Linked DNA regions of Sus scrofa: regions 2, 3, 4, 5 and 6 are each linked to region 1. The links are chromatin contacts, called in public Hi-C and promoter capture Hi-C maps. All regions are on one chromosome and are shown on one strand. The core of a region is the stretch at or near the end of the contact, and the rest is flanking DNA. Distances in the headings are between cores, read along the strand shown.

What was found. Promoter capture Hi-C pulls out the DNA fragments that hold promoters and counts their contacts. A called contact is a pair of places that touch in the nucleus more often than the background predicts.
Region 2: a promoter capture Hi-C map of fetal skeletal muscle shows a contact between it and region 1, with 5 times the contacts expected there. The contact joins the enhancer-like site here to the promoter of GAS1 in region 1. A contact is called at or near these places in 1 of 5 promoter capture datasets (fetal skeletal muscle), 7 of 47 Hi-C or Micro-C datasets (embryonic fibroblasts, fetal skeletal muscle, omental adipose tissue and 3 more) and 1 of 2 datasets of contacts at active chromatin or transcription factors (skeletal muscle).
Region 3: a contact with region 1 is called in a promoter capture Hi-C map of liver, with 10 times the contacts expected there. The contact joins the enhancer-like site here to the promoter of GAS1 in region 1. A contact is called at or near these places in 2 of 5 promoter capture datasets (fetal skeletal muscle and liver), 11 of 47 Hi-C or Micro-C datasets (embryonic fibroblasts, fetal skeletal muscle, fibroblasts and 4 more) and 1 of 2 datasets of contacts at active chromatin or transcription factors (skeletal muscle).
Region 4: a contact with region 1 is called in a promoter capture Hi-C map of liver, with 5 times the contacts expected there. The contact joins the promoter of ZCCHC6 here to the promoter of GAS1 in region 1. A contact is called at or near these places in 1 of 5 promoter capture datasets (liver) and 1 of 2 datasets of contacts at active chromatin or transcription factors (skeletal muscle).
Region 5: a contact with region 1 is called in a Hi-C map of omental adipose tissue, with 2.6 times the contacts expected there. The contact joins the enhancer-like site here to the promoter of GAS1 in region 1. A contact is called at or near these places in 3 of 5 promoter capture datasets (fetal skeletal muscle, liver and skeletal muscle), 18 of 47 Hi-C or Micro-C datasets (embryonic fibroblasts, epiblast stem cells, fetal heart ventricle and 11 more) and 1 of 2 datasets of contacts at active chromatin or transcription factors (skeletal muscle).
Region 6: a contact with region 1 is called in a Hi-C map of omental adipose tissue, with 1.7 times the contacts expected there. The contact joins the enhancer-like site here to the promoter of GAS1 in region 1. A contact is called at or near these places in 1 of 5 promoter capture datasets (liver), 4 of 47 Hi-C or Micro-C datasets (embryonic fibroblasts, fibroblasts, heart right ventricle and 1 more) and 1 of 2 datasets of contacts at active chromatin or transcription factors (skeletal muscle).

Annotation. Positions count from the first base shown.
Region 1 is chr10:28,507,412-28,510,511 of Sscrofa11.1, forward strand. GAS1 (growth arrest-specific protein 1) reads left to right here and starts at 1,757. Exons shown (of 1, transcript XM_021064627.1): 1 at 1,757-3,100. The coding sequence starts at 1,850. The coding sequence ends at 2,899.
Region 2 is chr10:28,155,200-28,158,031 of Sscrofa11.1, forward strand. No RefSeq gene overlaps it. Among named protein-coding and RNA genes, the nearest start is that of TRNAD-GUC, 68 kb to the right of the region's middle. Within about 2 kb of position 1,487, at least 20 of the 83 cell types and tissues checked have an H3K27ac peak or open chromatin away from gene starts, as enhancers often do. A contact at or near this core is called in embryonic fibroblasts, fetal skeletal muscle, omental adipose tissue and 1 more, where this site is marked.
Region 3 is chr10:28,900,219-28,903,120 of Sscrofa11.1, forward strand. No RefSeq gene overlaps it. Among named protein-coding and RNA genes, the nearest start is that of ZCCHC6, 94 kb to the right of the region's middle. Within about 2 kb of position 1,368, at least 1 of the 83 cell types and tissues checked has an H3K27ac peak or open chromatin away from gene starts, as enhancers often do. A contact at or near this core is called in liver, where this site is marked.
Region 4 is chr10:28,994,093-28,996,853 of Sscrofa11.1, forward strand. It overlaps ZCCHC6 (terminal uridylyltransferase 7), which reads left to right and starts at 1,472. Exons shown (of 27, transcript XM_013989710.2): 1 at 1,472-1,628.
Region 5 is chr10:28,102,542-28,105,495 of Sscrofa11.1, forward strand. No RefSeq gene overlaps it. Among named protein-coding and RNA genes, the nearest start is that of TRNAD-GUC, 120 kb to the right of the region's middle. Within about 2 kb of position 1,505, at least 8 of the 83 cell types and tissues checked have an H3K27ac peak or open chromatin away from gene starts, as enhancers often do. A contact at or near this core is called in omental adipose tissue and retroperitoneal adipose tissue, where this site is marked.
Region 6 is chr10:28,851,612-28,854,752 of Sscrofa11.1, forward strand. No RefSeq gene overlaps it. Among named protein-coding and RNA genes, the nearest start is that of ZCCHC6, 140 kb to the right of the region's middle. Within about 2 kb of position 1,325, at least 6 of the 83 cell types and tissues checked have an H3K27ac peak or open chromatin away from gene starts, as enhancers often do. A contact at or near this core is called in embryonic fibroblasts and omental adipose tissue, where this site is marked.

The DNA of each region.
Region 1 (3,100 bases), core at 507-3,006:
CTCTGGTGGTCGAAGGCTGCGTTGCGCCGCAGTTAAGGTAGTTCGCAAACTCTCGCGCCTGGGTTGCAGAGGCTGCAGTACTCGGGCGGTTACCCTTCTTCAACCGAGCCAGGGATTGAAACTTACACTTTAATAGAAGCCTTGGAGGGTGCCGGTTTGTCCCCTTCTTCTAGGTTGTGACCGCGGCTCAACGTTCCTAAAGATGTTTAATACTATGATTGTTTTTTTCATCGCCGTCTGTGTTAGAAATTTATATTCTTAAAAAAAATAAATTGCCTTACTGGATTTCTGTCTTGCAGTTGACAAGGATGCCTCGCCCCCGGACCGTACCTGCCAGATCGGTAAACTGGGATCGGGTTGCGGGGGAGTGGAGGGGTGGAGGGAGGGTTGCAAATATCTCATCAGTACTCCTAATTAAGCGTGTGCCTCTTGTGTGCATTTGGATTTTATTTTTTCAAGTTTCAAAGTCCCACATTAAATTCTGAGTTCCCTCCCACCCCCCACCCCCCGGTCCCGGCACACCCACCCCCGTTGATGATCGGCAAAGATGGGAAACTCGAAAAACAAACTGAACTCTGAAGCCAGTAGAAAGCACAGATTGGGACCAGGGAGAATTAATAAAAGTGCCCCCCCCCAAGAAAAAAAAACTCACACAGTATAATGAACCAAACAAAAAGGACCATGGCCGAGCCGGATGCAAGCAGCTGCCCCCAAGCCCTGCCCGCTGGTTCTGTGCTGCGAGCAGAGGGCTCCATATCTGAGCCTCCTTAAGAGTAGGAGGAGCTCCCGGGCCTCTGTCAGGCTCCTTAAGCCGTTCCTTTCAGGCCCTGAATGCCTGAATGTGAGCTGCCCACCACCCTCCCCGCCCTCCCCCACTCCGCAACCCCACTCCAGCGGCTCGTAAAAAAAAAAAAAAAAAAAAGTTTCAACAACAACAGGCGGGACCAATAGCATCTCGAAAAGCCGGGAAAGGGGGCCGAGCAAAGGGCGAAAGAGAGTGGAGAAAGGAGAAAGCGGGCAGGCTCGGAGCGCGCGGGGCCGGAGCTCGGAGAGCCGGAGGAGCGTTGCTAATGTTTTTGTTTGTTTGCTTTTCCATGCATGCATAATGAGGGGGCACCGCGGCACCACGCGGGGGCTCCCGGCCCACTTTTGTATTTAAAGCCTCGCTGCGAGCGAGTCCGCAGCCCGGCTCAGCGGATCCGCTCCCCGGGCTCCTTGTCACCCGAGAAGCCGCCGCCGAGGCAAGCCCGGGAGCCGCTCTCTGGCCGCGCCAAGTTTCTCGTTCTCCTCGCGCCTCCCGGAAAGAGCTCCCCGGAGCTCGGCCGAGGCCGGGGTCGCCGCGGGCGGAGGGGGAGGGGACGCGGGCGGCCCGGCCGCGGGAAGGCGGGCAGCGCCCGGCCGCGAGCCAGGAAGCGGCGCGATGCGAGAGACCGCGGCGGCGGCGGCGGCGGCGCGGCGCTGAGCCCGGGAGGAAGGAGCCGCCGCGGCCGCACAACGGATCTGCAGGCGCGGAGCAAAATGCACCCGCGGCGCCGCGCGGTCCCGCAGCCCCGCCGCGGCCCCGCGGCCCGCAGCCCCCCGGGACGGCAGTGAGCGCCTCCCGCCACCGCCGGGGGCCGACCGGAGGAGCCCTCAGTGGCCGTGCACTTCTAGGAAGCCCCCGCAGCCCGAGTGCGAGCCGACCTTCTGCAAGCAGCGGGGCACCAGCCGGCGGCGCGCATGGATTTATGAAAACACTCATGCAAGAAGTTGGCAGGACAGGGGCAAACTTTTCCGCCGGCTCCGCGTCCGACGCTCCCCGCGCCTCGTCTCCTTTCCGCTCCTCGCCCGGCGGCCGCCGCTGCCCGCGATGGTGGCAGGGCTGCTGGGCGGCGGCGGCGGGGCCCGCGGGGGAACCGTGCCGGGCGCCTGGCTGTGCCTGATGGCGCTGCTGCAGCTGCTGGGCTCGGCGCCGCGGAGCTCGGGGCTGGCGCACGGCCGCCGCCTCATCTGCTGGCAGGCGCTGCTGCAGTGCCAGGGGGAGCCGGAGTGCAGCTACGCCTACAACCAGTACGCCGAGGCGTGCGCGCCGGTGCTGGCGCAGCGCGGCGGGGGCGACGCGCCGGGAACCGCCGCAGCCGCCGCCTTCCCTGCCTCCGCCGCCTCCTTCTCGTCGCGCTGGCGCTGTCCGAGCCATTGCATCTCGGCCCTCATTCAGCTCAACCACACGCGCCGCGGGCCCGCCTTGGAAGACTGTGATTGCGCGCAGGATGAGAACTGCAAGTCCACCAAGCGCGCCATTGAGCCGTGCCTGCCCCGGACGAGCGGCGGCGGCGCGGGCGGCCCGGGCGCGGGCGGGGTCATGGGCTGCACCGAGGCCCGGCGGCGCTGCGACCGCGACAGCCGCTGCAACCTGGCGCTCAGTCGCTACCTGACTTACTGTGGCAAGCTCTTCAACGGGCTGCGCTGCACCGACGAGTGCCGCACGGTCATCGAGGATATGCTGGCCGTGCCCAAGGCGGCGCTGCTCAATGACTGTGTGTGCGACGGCCTGGAGCGGCCCATCTGCGAGTCGGTCAAGGAGAACATGGCCCGCCTGTGCTTCGGCGCCGAGCTGGGCAACGGCCCGGGCAGTAGCGGCTCGGACGGGGGCCTGGACGACTACTACGATGAGGAGTATGACGACGAACAGCGCGCTGGGGGCGCGGGCGGGGAGCAGCCGCTGGACGACGACGACGGCGTCCCGCACCCGCCGCGCCCGGGCGGCGGCGCTGCTGCGGCAGGCGGCCGCGGCGACCTGCCCTACGGGTCCGGGCGCAGGAGCAGCAGCGGCGGCTGCCGCTCGGCGCCCCGAGGCGTCTGGACCCAGCTTGCCTCCATCTTGCTGCTGCTGCTGCTGCTGCTCCCGCTGCTCTTTTAGCCCGCGGGAGGGCGGGCGCCGGGACACCTGTGGCTCGGGGACAGGGTGGGTGGTTGGGGACGCTCTCTAGGTAGATTCTGCCTAGTCGGGCTCCCCCACCCACCCGACTCTTGCACGACCCCCGCCTCCTCTCCCGCGCAGGACTTTTTGGACATCCTCCCTGTCCCGCATTCCAGGCTCCAGAAACTCCTTGCAGAAACC
Region 2 (2,832 bases), core at 237-2,736, 350 kb before region 1:
CCACAGGAGTGGCCCAAGAAATGGCAAAAAGACCAGAAAAAAAAAAAAAAAAAAAGAAGAGAAAGCTTACAGACTCTATGGGGAATGCTTCTTTGGGTACTCTGGCTCTCTACTCTTTGGTGACTGTTTCGTAGTTAACTTTGTCTTTACATAGTATGAGTTAGACAGCTTGGTCCTAATTTCATTCTAATTTCTTTCTCCTGTAAGGAGATTGGGGCCTCGCTGAAACAAAGCCTTGCTTGGCTCCTATATTCGATTGGCTCACACACTTGTCCCTTGCTTGGTCACGTGGAAGACCTGGCTTAGTCTATTCCAGAGAAAAATTGGCCAAGTAGCTTTGCCTCTCATCTGCACCTCTGGCTAACAGTCTATTGGAACAGGGAGTTCCTCTAATGGCTCCACAGCCACAAATCCAACTAGTATCCATGAGGACAAGGGTTTGATCCCTGGCCTCGCTTAGTGGGTTAAGGATCTGGTGTTGCCGTGAGCTGTGGAGCTATAGCTCTGACTCAGCCCCTAGCCTGGGAACTCCCATATGCTGTGGGTGTGGCCCTAAAAATGAAAAAAAAATATATTGGAACATGAGTTTCAATCAGTCATCTGCTTTTTTAATTCATGCATGAGAAACTATGATTTTTTATTTTCTTCTTTTTAGGGCCTCACCCATAGCATATGGAAGTTCCCACCCAGACAAGGGGTCAAATTAGAGCTGCAACTGCCTGCCTACACCACAGCCACACCATGTCTGCTCCTTAACCCACTGAGCAAGGCCAGGGATCGAACCCACAACCTCATGGTTCCTAGTTGGATTCGTTAACCACTGAGCCATGATGGGAATGCCCCCAAATCTTTTTTTTAAATTAATTAATTACTTTTTTTAATGGCCACACCAGTGGCATATGGAAGTTCCCAGACTAGGGGTCGAGTCAGAGCTGCAGCTTCCGGCCTACACCACAGCCACAGCAACGCAGGATCTGATTCACATCTGTGACCTACACCTCAGCCCTCAGGAAAGCCAGACCCTTTAATCTGCTGAGTGAGGCCAGGGATCAAACCAGCATCCTCATGGATGCTAGTCAGGTTCTTAACCCGTTGAGTCACAATGGGAGCTCCTCCCTGAAAACTCTGATTGAAGCAACTAAAACAACAACGGCACCAAAACATGGTCAATGCTCGTAGTTAAGTTCCTTGAATGACCACTGCCGGCATGTTTTTCTCCTGCTAAAATCTCATCGCTTCTTTTTGACGTGTTAATTCCCTCCCTCCCCTGTTTGATTTGTCAGCAAAGAAATAAGGTGACAACCCTTCTGTAGCAGCTGTCAGGAAAGCATCACAGCCAGTGTGAGTTTTGATGGACATCAATTGTCTGATGGTGACTCTTCCTGGTATGTTTAAAAAAAAAAAGTACTTTTTTTGGTTTCGGTTAGTTTTATAGGCATTTCAAGCTGGAGCCTGCATTTTTCTGTGGTAAGCTCACCCCTCCAGATTCCTCTGGAGACTCGCTAACCTCAGCTACATTCATATTTTATGCGAGCTGAGTTGCACAAGCGTGATGTTGCCGTTCATTTTTTTTTTTTTTTTTTTTTTTTTTGCATTGAAGTACTTTGCTTTCCCCTTTCAGCGACCCCGGGTTTCAGCATCTGGAAACTGGCCTACAAGCTGAGAGCAGAAAAAACCGGCTTTGCAGTTATCGCTTGACAGATGCACACAGTCTGGAAACTGAAGAGATACTGGCTTTGCTTTGTTTGGGTCAACATAGGTGTCAAGTTACTTGCCCTCTATCAATGTGGTTCCTGGGAATGGCATCCCTTCCCGGGAGGTTTTGGGAGGACAAAACAAGACAGCGGACTAGAAGGACCTTGAGCTCACCTCCTCCCACAGGACACCGAAATCATGACTAACACAACCATGGATCAAAAAGACTGGAACCTGCTAAAAAAGATATTCTACATCCAAAGACAAAGACAGTGTTTGGAATACGTGCTATTTGTGCCAAAGGGAGTCTTTAAAAAGATGGCCAACTCCATTTCTTCTTATTCCTTTTTTTTTTTTCTTTTTAAGGCTGCACCTGCGGCATATGGAAGTTCCCAGGCTGGGGGTCTAATTAGAGCTGTAGCTGCCAGCCTACACCACAGCCACAGCAATGACAGATCTGAGCCTCGTCCGTGACCTCCGCTGCAGCTCGAGACAATGCTGGATTCTTAACCCACTGAGCGAGGCCAGCGATCAAACCCACATCCTCATGGATACTAGTCAGGTTCTTAACCCCCTAGCCAAAAGGGAACTCCTCCATATCTATTTTATGTAGTTTTCATCATCTGTCTTCATTCTTCCTCTAACATATAGACGTACTCTAAACATATTTGACAATTTCTGTGGACTGTCTCAGAACACAAGAGGTTTGGCTAAAGAGTACAAGAAAGATTCTTTGAAAGTTTCTCCTTTGCTTGTTCTCTGCTCTTTCAGCATGCAAACACTCTGGGAAAAAAACAGGAGACTGTTATCTATACAGTTTTGTTCAAGGGAACAGACAAGTTGCTCTGGATTAAACATTTCTGTCCTACTGGCCTACTGGGGTGCTTAAAAATCCCAAACTTTAGACCACACACTTTTAATTGTGGCATGTGGGGTTTCTAGGAGTTGAAATTAAAAAACCCACAAAAGATTATTTAACAGTTCCTGCTTTTAAGTGTGTTCTTCTCTCTCCCAAATTCTCCTCCATTTTGGCTCCAAATGGTGACAATTGGGTGAAGACATCAAATGCTTTTAGTTAAATACTAGTATTGGTGGCGGGGGATGGGGGACAGCAGTCCTGATAGTCTTACTGGGAAT
Region 3 (2,902 bases), core at 118-2,617, 390 kb after region 1:
CCCATGGTCCCACCCACTGGCAAGTTAGCAAAGCAAATGAGCAGCCTAAGATCCACGCAGCTGGCAAGACAGCATCAGAGCCCCTTCACTCGCTTAGTCATTCAACAAATGTTTAGAGAACACTTTCCATGTGCCAAGTTACGTTCTGAGAAAATGGAATAGAGCTGTGAACAATTATTCTTTTAAAAAGAGAGATGGTGAAGGATGATTACTGAAGCCTTGTGCTCCCCAAAACTGGAAACAATCTGACTGTCCCTAAGGAAATGGTTAAATAACCATGATAGAATTTTGTGCATCTGTGCATTTATTTTAAATTATTTTGAGGGAGTTCCCATTGTGGTTCAGTGGAAACAAACCCAACTAGTATCCATGAGGATGTGGGTTCAACTCTTGGTCCCACTCAGTGGGTTAAGGAACCAACATTACTGAAAGCTGCAGCATAGGTCACAGAGGCGGCTCAGATCTGGTGTTGCTGTGGCTGTGGTATAGGCTGGCAGCTGCAGCTCCAGTTCTACCCCTAGCCTGGGAATTTCCATATGCCACAGGTGCAGCCTTAAAAAGAAAAAAAAAATACACACACACACCCCTATATTTTGAAATCTCTATCAATGGACCTGCTATTATTTTGAACTGTGTGAAATTACCAATCTTACGGATCAAAATAGTCAAATATTGGGAACATCATATATTGTTACATTAAAAAAAAATGCATTGCATGTAGCCTGCGATGTAGCCATCGATTGTAACGATTGTAACCATGGTACCACTCTGTGTAGGGAATCTATGCTGTGCAGAGGCAGGGGATTTATGGCAACGCTATGCACCTGCCAATCAATTTTGTTGTGAACCTAAAACTGCATTTTAGAAATGAAGTCTGTTAATTTTTTTAAAATGCACACTACTGTGTTTAACAATATATGTATCTACGTTTGTATATGTTTTCACTAAGATAGGGAAAATGTGAAAGATAAATATAAAAATAAATATTTGGCTGTTACTATTGTGTGTGTGTATAGGTGTGTGTGCGTGTGCATGCGTGTGCATGTGTGTTGAGGAAGTACTGTTTTTTACATATCTTCACATTAGTTCAGTTGTGACAACAGTTATGTATTACTTTCATAATTAATGAACACAATTGAAAATTACAAAGAAGAAAGAACACTACGGGGGTGCTTTGGGAACCAAATCCATGATCCAGGTTCACAGTCCTTTATCTTCCAGTTTAGTTTTATGGTCAGACTGTCTAGACGTGAACACCCACCATAGGCTAAGGAAGCGTCATAGAAATGGGAATTAGCTGTGGCTCTGGAACTGTCTCGATAGCTACTCAAAACACAGGAAAAATAGTTTTGTAACACTTGTGATAAGACTACCGTACAAAGATTGATCACTTGACGTCATTAAAACATGGGCCCTTTGTGTGGACTTTTGAGGGCAAAGAACTCCAGAGGTATTTTACATGCAACATGAACTATGAGATAGGAAATCAGCAGAGAAAAGACTCCAGTACACTCGTATGTACCTTGATGGATCCCACTTACTAACTCTTACACCAAATGTCAAACATTCACTTGAGCCTGGAACAGACTTGGAACAAAGAGGCTATCTTTTTTTTTTTTTTAATGAAATGCACTTTATATCATGTTCCTCCCGGGGACCTAAGAACTTTGGCAGCATCACAACTTGAGAGGCAAGGCAGGATCATGGTGACAGGCACAATCTCTGACCACAGGATGCCTGGGTTCAAACCTTAGCTCTGCCGTTCACTGACATGGACAATTCCCTCCACCTTCACGTGCATCCAGTTCGTTCATGGACAATGAAAAGCTCCTCTAGGGACTATTATGAGGATTAAACGTGCCAATAAGGTAAAGCATTTAAAATTGTGCCTGGCATTAAGCCTTGGGATTAATGTTTTGGGGCATTAAAAACTTCTCACAAAAGGGAACCCTCCCTCCTATACTGTTGGCAGGAATGTAAATTAGTGCAGCCGCAATGGAGAGCAGTATGGAGGTTCCTTAAAAAACTAAAAATAGAGTGGTCATCTGATTTAGCAATCCCACTCCTGGGCATAGAGCTAGACAAAATTCTAATTCAAAAAGATGCACCCTGGTGTTCACAGCAGCACTGTTTACGATAACCAGGACATGAAAGCAACCTAAATGTCCATTGACAGATGAATGGATAAAGAAGATGTGAGATATACATGAATATTACTCAGCCATAAAAAAGAATGAACTAATGCCATTTGCAGCAACATGGATGTACGTACTTAATACTTATCATATTACGTGAAGTCAGAGAAAGATGAATATCATATAATATCACATTAATATATGTAATCAAATGCTGGAAATGAACTTATTTACAAAACTGAAACAGACTCACAGACATAGAAAATAAGCTTATGGTTATCAAAAAGGAAGGGGGGAGGCATAAACTAGGAGTTTGGGATTAGCAGATACAAACTATTACATATAAAACAGATGAAAAACAAGGACCCACTGTAATAACACAGGGAACAACATTCAATAACTTGTAATAAACTATAATGTAAATGAATCTGAAAAAGAATATATATATTAAACTGACTCACTTTGCTATACACCAGAAACTAACACAACTGTAAAATCAGCTATGCTTCAACAAAACAAAATAAAACAACTTCACACACCTTTGGCACATTTTTCAAAAAGGATATTATGTATTATTTTCTCTCAGTCACTCTCTCTTTCTCTCACGCGCACACACACACATATTGATTGACTTCTGCCTGCTGGGCACTGTGCTAGGCACTCAGAAGAATGAATGAATGAATGAATATATAAAGCTCACAATTTCTGTGTTTGATGGTCCACTGCACATTTCAAAGCATGCATATAAAAACCTATATTATGAATCA
Region 4 (2,761 bases), core at 222-2,721, 490 kb after region 1:
CCCTGTGACCAATTTAAGTTCCCATTACAGTACAATACGGACAAAAAGAGATATTTTATCTGTCAATATCTTTTGATTAGCACTGTGTCTTGTTTTACAGAGCCTCATTTAGCCTCAAGGGGAATCTTAAAAGCACATTCTGAATAGAAGTTAGGCTTTGGGAAACACACTGAAGAAAACGCAAATAAAAAATATTAAAGCCTTAAAAAGCATTATCAACTGCTACTCTAAAATTCTAGACACTTGAGGCTGATGTTTCCTGAACCAGTTCTTCCATACAGTATTCCCTGACTGGGTGTGGTAGCATTAGTATTGCATATAATAAATGTAATCATGTATCATCACGCTTTTTGGACTCTATAAAAACACCACTGTCAGCCTGTTGAAAAGATTGGCTTGATTGTCACGTATATTCAGAACCAAAGCATCTAGATAAGGCATTATACAGAAGTTGTACCTACCTGTTTTAAATTACCTTTAGTATAGACAGTGGTTAAGAAGAGACTCTGCTTCATTAGGGTTTGGATTCCAGCGGTGCCATTTACTTCACCACAAACTCTATTTCTCCACCTTTAAAGTGAGGATAATGATATTCTAGAGGAGTTGTTGTGCGGATTAAGTGAGTAATTACTTGTAAAGCTGTCAGAACAGTGCCTTGGCAACAGCCAGTATTAATGTGCTCCTTTTAAGACCATTATCCCTCCAGAATCTCATGGATTTAAATTTGAATGCTCTTAAAAAGCAGAGAAATCAAAGCTGTCACATTTTTTCAACGCTCTAATTTTATTAGTTGCTCGAGGCTTTCGAAGTATTTAGAACAAGGCAGATAGCATTGACGGTAACAGTCAAAACAAAAAGAGGGGGGAAAAAACCCACCCAGGTCGTTTGCTAGTTTCATTTAAAAAATTCTCTGTTCAAAAATTCTAGTATGACCGTCCTTGGTTATCCTTTGCGATTATACATTTTCTTCAAAACACGGTTTTGTTTTTAAGAGAAGTTAATCTGAGGACTAAGAAAAAAGCACAGCATTTCCCTTGAACACACTGAGATCTGGGTGTACAGTGGAAGCTTAAACGCTGGCGTTTCTAGAGGGTCGGCAATTAAGACCTCACTGAGACATTCATTCCCTCGAATTACCAAAATTGAAAAACCAGGAAGAGCGCCACGAGGCCTCAGATCCAGACTAAACTTTCCCTGGAAGCAACAAGGAGCACCCAGAGGAGAAGCCGAGCCTCCGAGTATATCCAGGCCCTGACTGCGGCCTCTGCGTCTCTCTCGGAGAACGAGAGGCTTCTTTCTCTCCTCTGCCCCGCGCTTTTGCGAGAACAGCAAGCGGGCCAAGCGACGAACGCACGCAGCAAACAAGAGTGGAGTGCTAGCTGTCAGAACACGACCCGACGTCCCACCCGGAAAGCGCCTGCGCGCAGGAGGCTGCGGCGGCGGCGGAAGCAAGAGGGGCGGGGCGGCGGGCGTTTCCGGCGTGCGCGGCTGAGCGCTCGGGCGGAGGCAAGGCCGGCTCCCAATCGCGCACAATGAGACAGCGCTGAGCGCCGGAAGTGGGGCTGAAGGAAAACACGGAGAGGGAGCCTGGTCGGGACAGGAAGAGGCGGGGGACCGCGGCGGAGGTGGTGAGTGCTCCCGGGCGCCTTTTCGCCTGTGTCTTTCTCAGTTTCGCGTCTGGGGTGGGTCTCCGGTGGGTTCTCGGGTCTCCGGAGTAGCGGGCGGGCCCAGGAGGGGAGATACGTTGGCTTCATCCTCTGCCGTCCTCCTCGCCCTAGTTGTGAGGACCCGGGAGCCCCCGGGCCGGTGGGGACTGAGCTCTCGGGCTGGAGTCCGCATCTTCACTTTGTGTCAGACCCTACGGGGACTAGAGAAGCAGGAATCTCGGTGGAGGCACTCGCTCCCGGCCCCCTGTTTTGCCGGGGGGACCCCGGAACCCTATCGAGGAGGCAGGTCACTTCCTGCTTCCTGGTCCCCGCGGTGGCTTCGTGGCCAGGAGTGCGGAGACGCCTCCTATTTCTCCGCCTCCGACCCGAAGAGTGGAAACTGAGGCAGATCGGAGGTGGGGCTGTCACATGGGGATCGAAGAGGGAGAATTTCTGTTCGTGACAAAACCAAACTTGTTTGGAGTTGAGGATGAGGACTGGGCAGGTTAGCTGGACTTGTCCATCGGTCGGAAAGCCAGCCCCTCTGACCAGAGCGGAGCCTTGGTCGGGAGCCCAGCCCCTCCGAAGCCCAAGCTATAGAAGTCGGGCCTTCTGAACAGTGGTGAGCGGAGCGGAGGCCCCGGGATACCGAGAAGGGATGGAAAAGTGGCGATAAGATGTACTACTTCACAAAGTTTCGGTTACTTTGTATAACACTTAAAAATAATTGTCAGCTTGTTTTTAAAAGACCGTTTGGGGAGTTCTCTAAAGTATAGGCTTAGGGTGAAGTTTGTTTTTTGTTTTGTTTTGTAAGAAGAGCCTTAGTTATATGGGTAAAAAGTCAACCAGCTTGTCATGAGTGACAGTGTTTTTATTCTCCAATTTTTAAGACAGACTCATAGATTTAATCTTTATGTTAAAGAACGAGTACTAATTTCATGAAGAATATTATGGTATTAAGCCTCCTGACTTCTAGCATAATGCACTGACTATTGGAATGTGACGGAAATTAGGAAAAGAAGAGTTTTCTTACAGGCTTTTGAGCATCTTGCAATAACTGTGGTATTTTGTGTACTTGGCATGATATCCTATAATAGTTTGATACCTTCTTATAG
Region 5 (2,954 bases), core at 255-2,754, 410 kb before region 1:
GAACTCCTAAATATATCTTAATATTGGGAACTTTGGGAAAAGTCTTTATGGATAACAATGGGGAGAGTAGCAGGACGTTTTGACCCAGATGACGTGCATATGAGCATCAGAAATGCAGTTTTAGGAGTTCTCTTATGGTGCAGCAGGTTAAGGATCTGGTGTTGTCACTGCACTGGCCTGGATGGCTGCTGTGGTGGGAGTTTGATCCCTGGCCTGGGAACTTCCACATGCTGCAGGCACAGCCAAAAATAAATCCCAAACAAACAAACCAAAGGAATGCCGTTTCAGGAATACTGTTATGGCGGGTGCGGTGGGTTATGGATCTGGCGTTAACACAGCAGCAGCCTGTGTCGTTGCTGTGGCTCGGGTCTTATCCCTGGCCCAGGAACTTATACATGCCGTGGGTGAGACCAAAAAAAAACAAAAAAACCGAAACCCCAAAAACCAACAAGCAAAAAGAAGAAATGCAGTTTCAGAGAAAAACACGTTGTGTTGTACAACATTGAACTTCGTTATGGTTTCACTTCTCCATATTTTATTAACATTTCCAGGAGTTCCTGTCATGGCGCAGTGGTTAATGAATTCAACTAGGAGCCTTGAGGTTGCAGGTTCGATCCCTGGCCTTGCTCAGTGGGTTAAGGATACGGCATTGCTGCGAGCTGTGGTGTTGGTTGCAGATGTGTCTCAGATCCTGCATTGCTGTGGCTGTGGTGTAGGCCGGTGGCTACAGCTCCAACTGGACCCCTAGCCTGGGAACCCCCATATTCCGCGGGAGCGGCCCTAGAAAAGGCAAAAAGACAAAAAAAAAAAAAAAAAATTCCAAACTTGCCTCATCTTCCTGGACTGTCTTTAAAAGTTTTCTGCTCCCCCCCCCTTTTTAATTCCCAGTTTTGCAGCTGTTTTTAAATACTCTGGCTTTGCCATGTTTTCTTGGCTTTGATGATACATGGGCCCTAATTTACCTGGTGATAAAAGAGGTCTCATAGAGAAATCCCCAAAGTTAAACAGCTAAGCCAGTTTCCCCTGACTTAAAATGGATTTTGGTCACACGATAGTCAACACACAAAATATGGGAGATGAAAAAAGCAAATGAATCATGCATAACCCCAAAGAGAGCAGCAAAAATCTCTTAAGACTCTTCTGAGAAAAAATTTCTAACACGGAACCTGAGACTCATGTTCCGTTGTCCTTGGAGACACTGGGACCCATAGCTGTGTTCTCTTGAGATTATTTTCTTGGCTAAGAAAAAATACGCACACACACGGTAATTTAGAAAAACTGACTTACGGAGACGATCTGCTTTGCCAAGGGAAGGGAGAGGACCCAACTTTATTATGATTGTGAGTCATTTCTTTTCCTTGGTTCTGTGAAAAGTTTGTTATAAAGCGCATTGAATGTTACTTGGGAATAAAACCGATGTTTGGGACTCACTTGTAAAACAGGAATTCATTCATTCACATAATTAAACATCATTTTAACTTCAAGGTGCTATAAAAAATGACACTGGCTGTTGAAGATCTGCCTGTTTCCGGATCTGTCAGTTGTTTGTTTAGAAGCCTTTCTGGAACCTCTCCTGTGCTGTTTTTTTTTTTTTTTTTTTTTTTTTTTTTTTTTTTTTGTCTTTTTAGGGATGCGCCCACAGCATAGGGAGGTTCCCAGGCCAGGGGTGGAATCAGAGCTGCAGATGCTGGCCTGCGCCACAGCCACAGCAACATAGGATCCAAGCTGTGTCTTCCACCTACACCATAGCTTGCAGCAATGCAGGATCCTTTAACCTGCTGAGCGAGGCCAGGGGTCGAACCCGAGTCCTCATGGGTACTAGTCGGGTTCGTTACTGCTGAACTGAGGTCCCACGATGGGAATTCAAGGTCAGGCTTCGCGTTGTGGTCAACTGCTCGGCTTTCTGGCTGAATAGTGCAAAGAGAGTGACCTGTCTTTTATCCCAGTTTGACCTAACTTGGCTGAAGAGCTTGAGTACCCAGACAGGAGTTCCAGGCCAAAGGGAGCCCAGGAGAGTAGGGCTTCAGGGCCCCCCTTTCAGCCAGGTCCCAGAGAGGATGGGGGTTCAGCTGAGAATCATGCCTAGAGAACCCACCTCTCTTGATAAGTTCCAAAGGAACTGGGGTTCTGGGGAGTGAGCGAAGGCCCCAGGAGCAGGGTTGGTGCAGCCACAAGCACACAGAGGGGATTGGAGAGCACAGCAGAGAGCCGAGACTGTCTACAAAATTACCCCCCGGGGGCCACTCTAGTGTACTTGTCACACGGCCCGAGGCAAGGTCAGAAACTTTAAAGTCCTTGGTTGTCCTGAAACCATGTTTTTTGTTTTTTTTTTTGAACTCAACCTTGTTTATTTCATTATTTATTTATTTGTCTTTTGAGGGCCGCACCCACAGCATATGGAGGTTCCCAGGCTAGGGATCAAATCAGAGCTGTAGCTGCAGGTCTACGCCACAGCCACAGCAACGCGGAATCTGAGCTGCATCTGTGACCTACACCACAGCTCCTGGCAACGCCGCATCCTTAACCCACTGAGCGAGGCCAGGGATCAGACCCGCGTTCTCATGAACACTAGTCGGGTTCTTAACCGGCTGAGCCACGATGGGAACTCCTGAGCTCAAGGTTAATTGAATTTGGTTTCAAAATAATGTGGGAGGTGAGGGGATAAGGGGTTTGATTTAGACCCTTAGAAAGCGGGTGGGGAGGTCAGTGCAGGAAAACAGGGGAACCCCAATTCCCACCCCTGTCTTTATGTCAATGACTGGGGAGAATCTGGGAAAAGTGCATGGTTCTGGGCACTTTTTTACAGGTGAAGAAACTGTCCCTATGGGATTTTGGGGTCCTCTTACTATTAAGGGTCAGACAGGAGATTGGTCTGTTTTTCCAGACAAACCCCGAGCTTCCCTTGTTTGGGGTTTGGGGGGTGGCTAAGGCCCTGCTTTATGTTCAGGCCTTAC
Region 6 (3,141 bases), core at 75-2,574, 340 kb after region 1:
GGGGCAGATTCGGCTTGGATCTGATGTTGCTGTCGCTGTGGTGTAGGCCAGCAGCTGTAGCTCCTATTGGACCCCTAGCCTGGGGACCTCCATATGCCACAGGTGCAGCCCTAAAAAGCAAAAATAAATAAATAAAATAGAAAAAAAAAAGAAGTGGAAGCTATAAAAAATCCAGGTATCCTTGTGAATTTAATGAAGTCAAAAGTACCAATGACAGGGAGTTCCCACTGTGTCTCACCAGGTTAAGAACACAGCTAGGATCCATGAGGATGCGGGTTCGATCTCTGATCTTGCTCAGTGGGTTAAGAATCCAGTGTTGCCATGAGCTGCAGTTAGGGCACCAATGTGGCTCAGATCCAGTGTTGCTGTGGCCGTGGAGTAGGCTGGCAGCTGCAGCTCCGATTCAACCCATAACATGGGAACCACCATATGCCACGGGTGCGGCCCTAAAAAGACCAAAAAAAAATTTTTTAGCCTCAAATATTTCTTAGGTTATACTTACAATGAAAAAGTATCAATTATTTATCTGTGACTCGAACTTATCTGGGCATCATGTGTTTTATCTTGCAGCAATATCTGAGGGAAATGGGCATTTCACAGTTGGGTTATGGCTCCTCTTCATGTGCCTGGAGACCTGTTACCCCGGTGAGAACGTTCCATGGAGCGAACACATAGACACAGGAAGGAAAATCCTAGAACAATTAGGGAAGAATAGGATTCCTACTTTGTCAACCAGATCAGCGCTCCCATCCCAGGCAGCCAATGAGGTGGTGGCCAGCTTCTTCCATCCAACCTCTTTTCCATTGTGAAAATTTGCTACATAAATCATGGGCATTCTTTACAGCGCAGATGAGTTTCTGAATGGAGTAGGAATGAAATCACATTTCTAATTGGAATATAACAACTGTATTTACAACAACGCTTAAAATAAACTCTTCCTCTCCGCCTCCCCCTCTCCCTCTCTCTCTCTCACACACAGACACAGAAGCAAATTCCACCCTCTCTTACCACAAAAGATCCCTCTCTAATTAAAACTGTATTGCATTTTCATCACAGTTTTTCTGAAACTGAGATGGATAGCTATCTATCTCAGGTTCATATATATATAAATGTGTGTATATACATAATACATACATATCTATATATAATTAAGGTGTATATGTATATATCTCAACCACAGCCTGGCACAAAAGACCGCAAGTATTTTTAACTGTTTTCAATGAGAAAAAAAAAAAATCTGCCTTCCCTCCTCACAGCTCACTTCCACTGAGCATTCCAACACCACCTGCTTCTGTTTAAGCAAAGAGTTGCCCAATTTTTCCCCCTAAACTGGCTTCGATTTAATTATGGCTTTTGTTTTAACCCACACCACTTGGTGATTAAGGCAACAACAGAAACCAGCAGAACCAAAAGAAGCTGGCATAAAGTTTTGTTTCAAATAACTGGGGAAATATCTTCATATGCTTTTCGTCCCTGTAATACAGCTGCCAACTATGACGTTAAAGACTCTCCAGGGGAAATATCCCTGCTATGACCACTTATGCCTTCCCTTTGGAAACTTGAAAGGACCCTCAAAGTTCTCTAGATAGTTTCAGTCAGAGCCTGGCTCTTCCTGATTGCTTACGGATGACATCGGAACCATCTAAAATTCCACGGCAAAGACGCAGTGGAAATGCCCGTATGTGTGCAGCTGGTTAATACCCATGGATTATTCATGAAGTTCCAAATTGGTCTCAAGGAAACAACAGGACAAAGGACTCAGCCACCAGCTTGACTAACTGGAAATCCGATCGGATGAGGTTAGCCTAGTCATCAGAACGAGGGCCCTCATCAGATCTGATTTCCGATGAGCCTCAGCTGAATCTGAGCAGAAAACACAAAGCAGCTGTTATTGCGGATGCTACAATGGGAAGGGCTAAGATCCTTCCACATCGACAGGACTTGGGTAGTAAAGGACCCTCAGTGACATTTCCTCCAGAAGTCACAGATACGAGCCCTGCTTCATGGCCCTCCATAGGGAGCCAGCGGAGTTCCCATTGTGGCTCAGTGGTAATGAACCCGACTAGTTCCATGAGGTTGCAGGTTTGATCCCTGGCTCTGCTCCGTGGGTTAAGGATCCGGCATTGCCATGAGCTGTGGTGTAGGCCAGCAGAGGCAGCTCTGATTTGACTCCTAGCTTGGAAGATTCCATATGCCGAAGGTTTGGCCCTAAAAGACAAAAACAAACAAACAAACAACAACAACAACAACAACAAACAGATAGCCAGCCCATTTTGAGGAGGGCCAAAGGCTGGGGACTAGGCAATATAGAAACATCTGAGGATGGATCCTAACAAAACCTTGAGGAGCCTTCTCAATGGAAATGGCAAAGCTAAGCATCAAAGACAGTACATGGCCTCTGGGTTGAAGTCTCTTTTCAAATTCGAATTGGCTTTAGGTGTTCTCCTTTTTTAGAAGGAGGATTTGATACACAGAGAAAGTGATGGCTTTTGTCAGAAGACGGTATGGGAGGGAGTTCCCGTTGTGGCTCAGTGATAACGAACCTGACAAGTTTCCATGAGAACACAGGTTCGATCCCTGGCCTCATTCAGCGGGTTAAGGGTCTGGTGTTGCCATGAGCTGTGGTGGAGGTCACAGACTCGGCTCACACCTGGGATTGCTATGGCATAGGCCGGAGGCTACAGCTCTGATTTGACCCCTAGCCTGGGAACCTCCATATGCCTCTGGTTTGGCCCTAAACACACACACACCAAAAAAAAAAAAAAAAGAAGAAGAAGGTGTGGGAGTGGCGCACACTCCCAGAGGTTTGGGTCAGTGCTCAAAAAGCAACTCTCAGAGTTCCCATTGTGGCCCAGCAGAAATGAGCCTGACTAGTATCCATGAAGATGTGGGTTCAATCCCTGGCCTCACTCGGTGGGTTAAGGATTCAGCATTGCTGTGAGCTAAAGATTCTTGACTTTGTTTAATGACTGAAGTATTATTATTTTGTCTGGCTTAACTGTTTTCCTTTCTGCATTGTCTCATTTCTCTGATTAAATTTCTTCTTTTTTTGGCCACACCCACAGCACATGGAAATTTCCACAGCACATGGAATCCAAGCTACAGCTGCACCTCCACCACAGTTGTGGCAACACCGGATCA